2 separate regions of the Capsicum annuum genome follow, and region 1 is linked to region 2. A link is a contact called in public Hi-C data. All regions are on one chromosome and are shown on one strand. Each heading gives the region's core, a stretch centred on a gene start, on an enhancer-like site or on the middle of the called end of the contact. The rest is flanking DNA. Distances are from core to core; before and after follow the strand shown.

The links. Hi-C and Micro-C count contacts between places; a contact is called where the count stands out from the background.
Region 1: a contact with region 2 is called in a Hi-C map of placenta, with 3 times the contacts expected there. The contact joins the promoter of LOC107852144 here to the promoter of LOC107873109 in region 2. A contact is called at or near these places in 2 of 5 Hi-C or Micro-C datasets (bud and placenta).

The regions. Positions count from the first base shown.
Region 1 is chr6:150,317,225-150,322,458 of UCD10Xv1.1, forward strand. LOC107852144 (polyadenylate-binding protein-interacting protein 11) reads left to right here and starts at 1,358. Exons shown (of 11, transcript XM_016697199.2): 1 at 1,358-1,655; 2 at 1,795-2,376; 3 at 3,065-3,175; 4 at 3,266-3,310; 5 at 3,428-3,500; 6 at 3,591-3,703; 7 at 3,823-3,882; 8 at 3,965-4,012; 9 at 4,100-4,168. The coding sequence starts at 1,876.
Region 2 is chr6:149,649,070-149,654,112 of UCD10Xv1.1, forward strand. It overlaps LOC107873109 (flowering time control protein FPA), which reads right to left and starts at 2,826. Exons shown (of 6, transcript XM_016719838.2): 1 at 2,320-2,826. The coding sequence starts at 2,565.

The DNA of each region.
Region 1 (5,234 bases), core at 108-2,607, 670 kb after region 2:
TCTCGATGGTTCTCCGTCTATCTGATAGAAAGTCTATTTTTGTGGTTTTCTTATTATATTTTTTCTTTCTTGTTTAGGAGTTAATTCAATTCGTTTTAACTGGTTAATAAGTTCTTCTATTTCAAAGTTATTTTTTGGTGGCTCTTGAGCTTCTTTAGTTTTTATTAGGATGTCTATTTTCTTATGTAGTTCAGATAATTCCGGTTCTTCCTGAAAAGGTTTTTGAGTTTCTTTGCCTTTAATTAAAATGTCTATCTTTTTGTGTAAGTCTAATAATAACTCTATTATGGTATTATTTTGTTTTAATAAAATTTTATCTGTTATACTTGAAGGTATATGCTTAGATAATCCTTCTGGTTCGCTATGATAACTTTTTGATTTTTCTAATGCTTTACTATAATTTATATCTTCTTCACTCATGAAAGTGATATTTCTTCTAATCTTTTTGTTATTTCTTGCAAATCTTTGATTTCTATTGTTATATTTTCTACTTGTTCTATAAGCTTAGATATTAATTGAGTTGTTTTTACTTCTAATTCTTTAGGTCTTTCTATTATAGTTTTTATTAGCTTTTCAATTTTTAATTTTGTAGGTATTTTCTCTAAATTAAATTTGTGATTTAAATACTGAATTTTTCTGTCTATTTCTATTTCTTGTGACTTTAAATAATCTAAATTTTGTTCTATCTTATCTAGTATCTTTTTATGTTTATTCTAAGTAACTTCAATTTCTTCTAAAATTCTTATTATACTATTATCTTTTTTCTGAATTTTTTTGCTTGAATTTATTAAAAAATCTATTATTGTATTATATTGTTTATCTTCTGAATGTAAAATATATTCACCCTGGTTGAAATTACACCTTAGAGTGAAATTATCTTTTAACACTCTATATTTTTTTTTTGGTTAAAATCTAAGATTTAAGTAATCGAGGCGTTTTAAAGAAGTTATCTTGTTATCCTAAGTGGTTTAAGTTAAAGTATTTTTTACTTAGCTTAGTTTGATATTTCAATCTACTATTAGTATAGGTTATATCTAATTCTACTTCTTGTATATTTTCTATCAGCCTAGATTTTTCACTAATTAATGCTTTTTTATAATAATTAGATGTTATGGTAATTATTTCGTCTGTTTCTTTAAAGTTTAGAATATCTATTTCTAAGTTTATTATTTCTTTATTTAACAACTCTAGTCTTTCTACAAATTATTTCTGTATTTTTACAAGTTGATGTTTATAAGCAAATTCTCTATAATATTAACGTTGTATTTCTTTAATACACTTAATATATCTTATTGACATTTAATATGCTAATTGATAAGATTTTCTATTAATACGTTCTTTAAGCCACCTTATTCCTAAATCAATTTTTATTTATTCGGAACGTAAGTGCAAGAAAGTCCAAAAGGAAGTGGAGCAAAACGGACGATCCGAAGTATCCACTTCTCTCCTCTTCTCTTCTCTTCTCTCCTCTCTCTCTTGCTATAAACTAGTGGAGTTAGTACAATTATTTCATATCTTTTCTCTCTCTTCAGACTCAGTAAAAATTACACTACACACACTCCAACAAAGAAAAAAAAGAATCTTGATTTTTCATTCTTCAGCTGACGATCTTGGAATTACTGTTTTTTCTTATCAATGGATGTCATTTAGAAAGGGTACGATTAATTTCCTTCTTTCCCTTTAATATATTTCCTGATTTAATAATAAATTCAAATACCCAGCTTGATCTTCTTGAAATAATAAAGGTATCATCTTTATTTATTTGTTTTGTTTATTTTTGTTTTTGGGGTTTAGACAGAAAAGGGTACAAGAAAAGGACAAAAAAGGAGCATTATTTGACAGTGTCAGATAGAGTTTTGTTGAACCTGAACCATCATGGCTGTGGTTGAGAATGCTGCTATTAACGTTGTTGACAGAATTGTGCAGAAAGATGTTGTTGTGGTTGTCGATCATCAGTCAGTGAAAACGAAACAACAGAATGGTGTGCAGAGGTCAAAGGTACCAAATGATCAGAATTTCCAGCAAGAACCCGAGAAAGCTAATGGAATTCAGCAGCAACAACAACAGCACTGCGTCAACGGTAATGGAGTTGATCACAGTATTGAGCATCAGAAAATGAACGGTGTTGATTTAAGGAATGGAGGGGTGGTTGATGGCGATGGTGGCGATGAAGGGTTTAAGAAGGAGATGAGGGATTTGGAAGAAATGCTTTCCAAATTGAATCCCCAGGCTGAAGAGTTTGTGCCACCATCACTGGCTAATAACAACATGCTAGTGCCATTTCCACCCGGCACAATGCATTTTGGCTTTGATGCTAACAATTTTCTAATGCAGATTGACCAAGGAGGAGTTGCCAATGGAAATCCCAACAAAAGGGTATCAATTGAACATCGTTTCCTTTCTGGTTTATCATGTTTTTGTTTTGTTTGTTGCTGTGGAATATGGATATGGTAGGTACTCCACTTTTAATCTTGTGACTGATCAGAATTATCTTTAGTTTGTTAGGTGTAAGATGATCACTCGGAGGACATTTCATATAGTCCAATTGTTATAATAATAAGGGCAGCCCGGTGCACTAAAGCTCCCATGAGCAAGTGCATAAATATACTCCTGAAAGATAAAGTGGATATAGGAACTTGTGTTGTTGCGAGCTATCTGGTTGTAAATATCTTTGGATCTCTTCAATTTGAAATTCGATTTGAAACAAAGATGGAAGAGTTTGAGGGTTATCAAATGATACATAGTGCGATACAGTTAAAACAAAGAATTATAGTAAGAATAGATACCTTGGATACAGGTGAACTTCTCAATGGATTTTCTATCTGCTCCGCGTGGAATTTGGGGAAGGGCCGGACGACAAGGGTCTATAATAATATAGATCAATTGTTATTCTGCATAAAAGTGATTGGAGGGTTTTAGTCCTTGTAGTGTTAAAGTTGAGTTTCTTTTGTTCTTTCTCTACCATTTATTTCGGAAAAAGAAATCTTCTCTGTTTTGTTTTTTTGTAATATTTCTATGTCCGTGGATTTGAGCTGATTAGTGGAGTTTTAAATTGTGTGTACAGAAGAAGAACGGTTATGGTTATGGAAGGAGAAGGATGAATACCCGAACAGGCATGGCCCAAAGGGAAGATGTTATAAGGAGGACGGTTTATGTATCCGACATTGATCATCAGGTAAAATAGAGAGGTCCAATGTTATTGTTAATTGGGTTACTGCACCTTTATCGTTTTTATTTTAATAATTCTGTTTCTTCTTTTGTGTAGGTTACTGAAGAGCATCTCGCAGCACTCTTTCTTAACTGTGGACAGGTGGATGTCTATCGGTTATTTCAAGCTTCTGTACTCATTTGTGATTATTGTCTTGCCTTTTAATTATGTTGAGGAAATGTTTTATTTCCATATCTGTCTAACCTTGATGCGCTGAAGGTTGTCGACTGTCGTATATGTGGTGACACCAATTCTGTACTTCGATTTGCCTTTATTGAATTTACAGACGAAGGTAGCGTGACATGATTATTTCTTTATATATTTGGCCAGAAAGTTAGGGTACTTGTTCTCTAACACACATTTTCCGCAATGTGTCATGCAGAAGGTGCAAGGACTGCTCTGAGTCTTGCAGGAACTATGCTTGGGTTTTATCCCGTGAGAGTGCTTCCTTCTAAAACTGCGATTGCACCGGTTAATCCAACCTTTCTTCCAAGGGTGAGGAAATGTGGCTACATGTAGTTTACCTTTTGTAATAGTGTCCTAGCCCCTAGGAGTGGCAAATGCATACTTAGTGCTGCTAATACTAAAGTTTTTACGTTTTGTGCTGCTGCTAGTCTGAAGATGAAAGAGAGATGTGTGCTAGAACTGTATACTGTACAAATATTGATAAGAAGGTAATTTTGGGTTTATAATTCACTTTGTTGATGGACATCAATGAAGAAAAATATTTACGACTTGTATGTTTGGATGAAGCAGGTTACTCAAGCAGATGTCAAGCTGTTCTTTGAGTCCTTGTGTGGAGAGGTTTGTAGCTGCTCATGTAACAAGTCTGACGTGCTGTTCCTTCTTAAAATCCTAACTCTATGTTATGGATTTTCTTCTCTAACATAGGTTCATCGCCTGAGGTTGCTTGGTGACTATCATCATTCGACTCGTATAGCTTTTGTTGAGTTTGTCATGGTAACTTCCATGAGCTTCTGACTTTTCATTGCTGCTTATACTAACTTGAGTTGTGGACCTTTTCTTCTTACTAATCATCAAAGTACTGTAACTTCCAATAGGTGCTATCGATCTCAGATCATTTTGGTTTTGCAAATGCCTGCCTTTAGCATTTTATCTGCTCAACATTTGTTATATCTTCTACTTTGCTCTCCTTGTTTCGAGAGGGTAAATAATATTAATGTGGTGTAGTGCCCGTAACAAGATGTATACTAAAAAGTAGAGAACCTACACCGTAATATGGTTTTTACAATCTTTTGTAGAGACAACCACAGGAACTTCATAGGTGCACCAAAAACTAATCAATAAGAGGCTATTCCTCAAATGTGTAAAATCATTTTCTAACCCCTCTAAAGCTCTCCTAGTTCTTTCTTTTCACATGACCCACATGATGGCTAGCCGGACGACAACCCATGCCCATCCCTGTATCTTCTCTTCCTTCTTCTAGCTGTCCAGTGTCGAGGCATCTTTTGTTGAGCCCGACATATTTTGACGTACGGCTTTTGTGCAAATGCACAATCACTTCTTGCCCCCACCTTCATGAGTCCTGGTCAGTGAGTGCTATTCTTAGTGTTGAGCATTGCCATCAACCTTTGGATTTCATCCACTGCCCAATCTCTTAGATTTCTTTTGAATCTCAAATCTCAATGAACTCACTCCTCTTGTATCACATGGATTTGTTGCCATCATCTCTTTTTTGCACGAACTTGTGAATAAGATGGGGATGGTCGTCCTCAACGTTCTCTCTCCACGACCACTGTTATCCCAAAAGACTCTTCTTTCATTTCCTACCTTATAGGTAAAAAGCTGTTAATTCTTCTTAACCCTTCATGATACTGCTGAAAAGACGTATCTATAAGGCAATATTTACATTCTAACATCCATTTTCCTTCCACGACTCTGCATTCTTGCTATCACCTCCCTCCATGATGCCTGTTATTTCCTCCCTTTGTAATGCCTGCTCTTCAATCCTAAATTTTCATTACCTACTTCCCAAGTAGTGCCTTGTTGAAAATTCTAAATTTTT
Region 2 (5,043 bases), core at 1,576-4,075:
TACATACACTAACCAATTAAATTAATAAGCAGATCACTTAAGGATGCCAAAGGGACCAGCTACCTCTGAAGTGGCATGCTTTTAGTATATCTGGACATTAGAAAATACACGAACATTCACACCACATTAGTTTAACAAGAAAAAGATTTAGCCTCCTCCGATAGATAAACATATCATTATTTTGAAGAGAGAGAGAGAGAGAGAGCGCTCTCTAGTCACAGGAATAAGAAGTTGAATTTTTGGTGCTAGGATGTTCATTTTTCCTATCTTCTTAGCAAGTATCAGCTCTTGGTAATAGTTCATGACCTCCTTCATACCCCCCTTTAAATAGTTCCAATTAGAATTTAAAAACTGGATCACCAAACACCCTCTACATCCAAACTTCATACCCATTTTAAGTCCCATAAGTATATACAGGGCGTCGCCGTATATGCATATATTTTCTTTTATCCCAAACATGTTGATAACTGAATAGAGTATCTTAACTTTGCTTCAACCATGTCTATTATTATACGAAGGACTGGTTCTCTTTTATTTCGAAGCAAGGATCTCCAATTAGGTTATAAAACAGGGTCATTTCCAGAAAATATAATTAAGTCTTAATCATACTTTGGGAACTGTAAGGGATCTCCAGAACTTCATTTCCAGGAATTCTTACCCAATAATTATTTTTCATGGAAGTTTACAAATAACGCCTAGATATCAACTGCACATTGTTCTCTCTTTGATTCTTTTCTTTTTTTTTTGGTGGGTTACGGGGACATGACATTTTTATTGCATTTTTTAGTGAAAATTGTCTGAACTGTACGGAACTTTCGGACATGAAGGCATTTCTTATGATGTTTGTCAATTTACAGAACTTTTAACAAGTAACCAATATTCGCTAGAAGAAAACTGTATAAAAATTATATGCAATTCCGTTGCCCATATGCCTAAACAACTGTTCAACTAAAATTAGCATTCATTGTACACAACTACACCTCCCAACGTTGATTAAAATTTTGAACATTCGAGGAAGGACTTGGACTTAAGTCCCCATCAGTTGGAAAGGAGATAAAAATCTATAACATGCAGTGAAAGTGGGTGAAACTCACATCGCAATGGTTATTGCTTTTGGTGGGTAGGAGCAAACAGGGATTAATTGGATGGCATCCAGTTTTAAACAACAACAGTGCCTATTTTTATTTGCAGAACGTGCTCGTGTTCTTGGATATTTGTAGCGCTCGGTACCGTTCAAGAAAAATGCTCTTCTAGAATTGATTTATTCTTTTTGGTTAACCATTGCCAAAACAATATTCGATGTAAGCCTAAAATCCGCACAAAGACTGGAAATTTGAGCACGTTTTGAAGTCTAAATTTCAACGTGCTTAAGCTTTGAAAATCTGAAAAAGGGGCAACTTAATATTTGAAGAAGACCTTTTTGTACTATTTTTCATATCTCAGATCTCAATTAACACCTTTAACCAGTGCAGCCACTTCTTCAAATCACAAGAAAAGTTAATTGCCTTGTCCATTGAGTCGATTGTGTTCAATTAACAAGTACAATATACCAATCACATTCGTATCTGATTATTATTCCTCTTCAACAAATAGATCTGCCAATCGGTTGGAAAGGAATTAATACCAGAAGCATAGATCTTGCAAAGGAATCGAGACGCATAGATCTTGCAAAGGAATCGAATTCCAGACGCATAAAAATTGCAAGATTTTAATGTAAAAATTTATGGAAACGATAATTATACATTGGTTCACTTTGTTCATTGCATTCGATCCAAATCGCGGCACAATTCTCCATCTGTTTATTCTTTTATTTACTATCTAAAAAAGAAATTAATTTTATCTCTTTTTTTTCTATTTTCTACAAATCTACTAATTATCTCGCAGATCTCGTTTGCTTGGTATTTTTATATTTTGCTTTGATTTTGATAAGATTATCTTTTTATTTTTTTCAGGTATTTTGCTTTGATTTTGAGTACATAAAAAACAGAGTGTTGACAATTTACTAACAATAATCAACAAATAATTGATGAAGAAACAACAGAAATCCATATTTTTTCTTTCCAACTAATTTCATCTATATTTTTTTTTCTATTTTATATATTATCTAGCAGATTTCGTTTGTCTGGTTTTTTAATGCTTTCTTTCGATTTTGAGTGTGCTGAAAAAGGCAAGTTCTTCCTCTAGATGATTGGATTGGAAAACACACCAATTGACAATTTCACTAACAATAATCAACAAACAATTAACGAATAAAGAACAACAACAACAAAAATCGATCCGAATCAAACAACGAAGAAACAGAAAAACAAAAACACAAACCGGCTTAGCGTATTCGATCCTAAGTGCATTGCCATGAAAGAAGGATCCTTGTAGTGCATCTTTAGCCTCCTTAGAATCATTGATGTTTTTGAAATACAGAAAACCGAATCCGCGAGAGGAATATGAGGTTACGCTATCAAGCGGGCCGTACTTCTGGAACAAAGAAGTTAGATCGGCATCGGTAACGTCAGGGGCTAAATTACCAACCCATAGATTGTTCGACGGCGTTTCTCCTGGCGGCGCCATAATTCAAACCCTAGAAAATTACTAATCAAACACGAAAAGCGAAACCAAGAAAAAGAACTATTAAATCGAGGAGATAAATTGATGATTGCGAATTTGTAAATGGGCGTTTAGTACAATTACGAGAAGGAGAAAATGAGGCGGCGAATGGAAAGAGGATTGGAAGAATTGGAGAGGTCGATGTAAATCCAAAAGTTATAGGTGTGGTCACATGAGCTTCGGTTGTATGCATACAACAACCCTAATGTATTCCAACCTAATGGGTCCTCGGAGGTAGAGCACATGCACATCATGCCACTATTTTAAATAAAATAGAAAGGTTATTTTTGATAGAGGTTATTTTCAATAGATCCTCAGCTTAGAATTAATAATAGTATAATAAATATAAAAAATAAATGGATACAAACTAGTATAGTACATAAAATAAACTAATATTATAACAAATATAAAAGATAAGTGCATAATAAATTAGTATGGGATGAAAAAAAGTCAACACCAGTAATCCAACAACTACAGCCTAATACTACGAACCAGAAATTTCAGATCCAAAGAAGCACTCCTCTATTACTATTGCCGCACTCCCACCCCTAACCCCTAATTCGCGTCCTCCACACCTTCCTATCAAGGGACATATTCTCTGTAAGCTGTAATTGCTATATATCATGCCTGATCATGTCCCTCCAATATTTCTTTGGTTTATCTCTAGCCCGCCTAAAATCGTCCCAAATTACCCATTTTAAATTGAGATGACACATTAAATAAAAAAATAATTAATAACATGGCTAGTTTACCATAGTGTCCCTATTAAATGATGTTTATATTTTAATCTGAAGAAAAAATAATTAATGCAAAATATAAAACATAAAAAAAAAATTATCTTTTCTTGATTAATAAAAAAAAATTATGAAAAATGGAAAATTAAATTAAAAAATTTGGGACGGAGGGAGTAATAATCTATCTACATTTGCATCTAAATTATAGGGTAGAATAAACATATTTCAAAAATTATAAAATCCTAAAATAATTGATAAGTAAAGAATATATGGTAAGATATTAAAAAAAAGTCATTTAATTATTTTATTTATTTATTATATGACGAAAAAAGTCAAAAACATCCTTCAAATATTGAAATTGATTCAAAAATATCATTTGTTAACCTATTGGGCTAGAAATATCCTTCAATTATTGAAAGAAAAATTGTAGAAAGTAACAATACTAAGACTATAATTACAATAAATAACAACACCTTTACAAACTTACATTTTATAACAAAATTATCATTTTTTTGTTCATTAACTACACAGGCGCTGTTTCACTCCACATACTTTACCTTTTCCTATTTTCATTCCATTATTTCACTTTTCTCCAATGTAACTTATCTTCTACTTTTTTTTTTTTCCTATTTTCCTCAAATTGTTGATAAATATTGTGCTCCATCAAATAAGATAAATTGATATTTACAGTGATTGCATGTTATCTCTTTCATATAATTTATATATTTTATATATTTTATATTATTTTATTCAACCATTGTTCTTTCTTCTTTTTTTTTTGGCCCGGGGGGAGGGGGGTGTTTGTGAATCTTTTTGTTGAAAGAGTGTGGAAGTCTGTTATAATGGCAGAACACACATATTATAGAAGTTCAAATAGAGGTATACCACCTCTGAATTTAGTTTCTAATAATCCACCATCATTTAGTCTTGATTTAATACAAGATGAAGATCTTAAACTGATTTCTACGCCTATTCAGTCAAAGAGAGAAATGAGCATAGAAGAGGAGATTGAAGCATTATAACAATCCAAAGAAGATTGCGGAAATTATGAAGCGAAAAGGATTGAGAAAACCTTCATCTTCAAAATTCAAAAAATGCAAAAATATGTGAAAAAAAAAGTCAAGCGAAATAGGAGAATCAAGTAAAATTATAAGTCCTATTGAACAAAATTCATTTGAATATGAATCTAAAGAAGAAAAAGTGATAAAGATATTTGTATTTTTATAGATTATGGGTCATCTGCAGGTATGTGTATTTTTTAATATACATATGATTATGCTTATATTTGTTTTTCAGTTGGTAACATATATATTTGTAATATTTTTTAATTATTTAAGATATGTAGTATGTATTTTGTGTTGTTCAGTTATATGTATATATATGGAGTTGTATTTTTTTTACTGTTAAGATATGAAATTGTATTTGTTACTATTAAGATATTTATTTGGTGCTAGTAAGATATGTAATTATTTTTATTACTGTTAAGATATGTATTTGTTACTGTTAAGACATTAGGACAGGAGTTGTACTTGTCACTGTAAAGATATGTATTTGATATGCATTTGTATTTGTTTGTTCAATATTACTATGATATGTATTTTGTAAACAAATATGAGTTTATTATGTATTCTAGAACAGACATGTATTCTGAAAATACATATGCAGTGATATATGTATTTTTTGTTATGTAATATGTATGATGTTATAG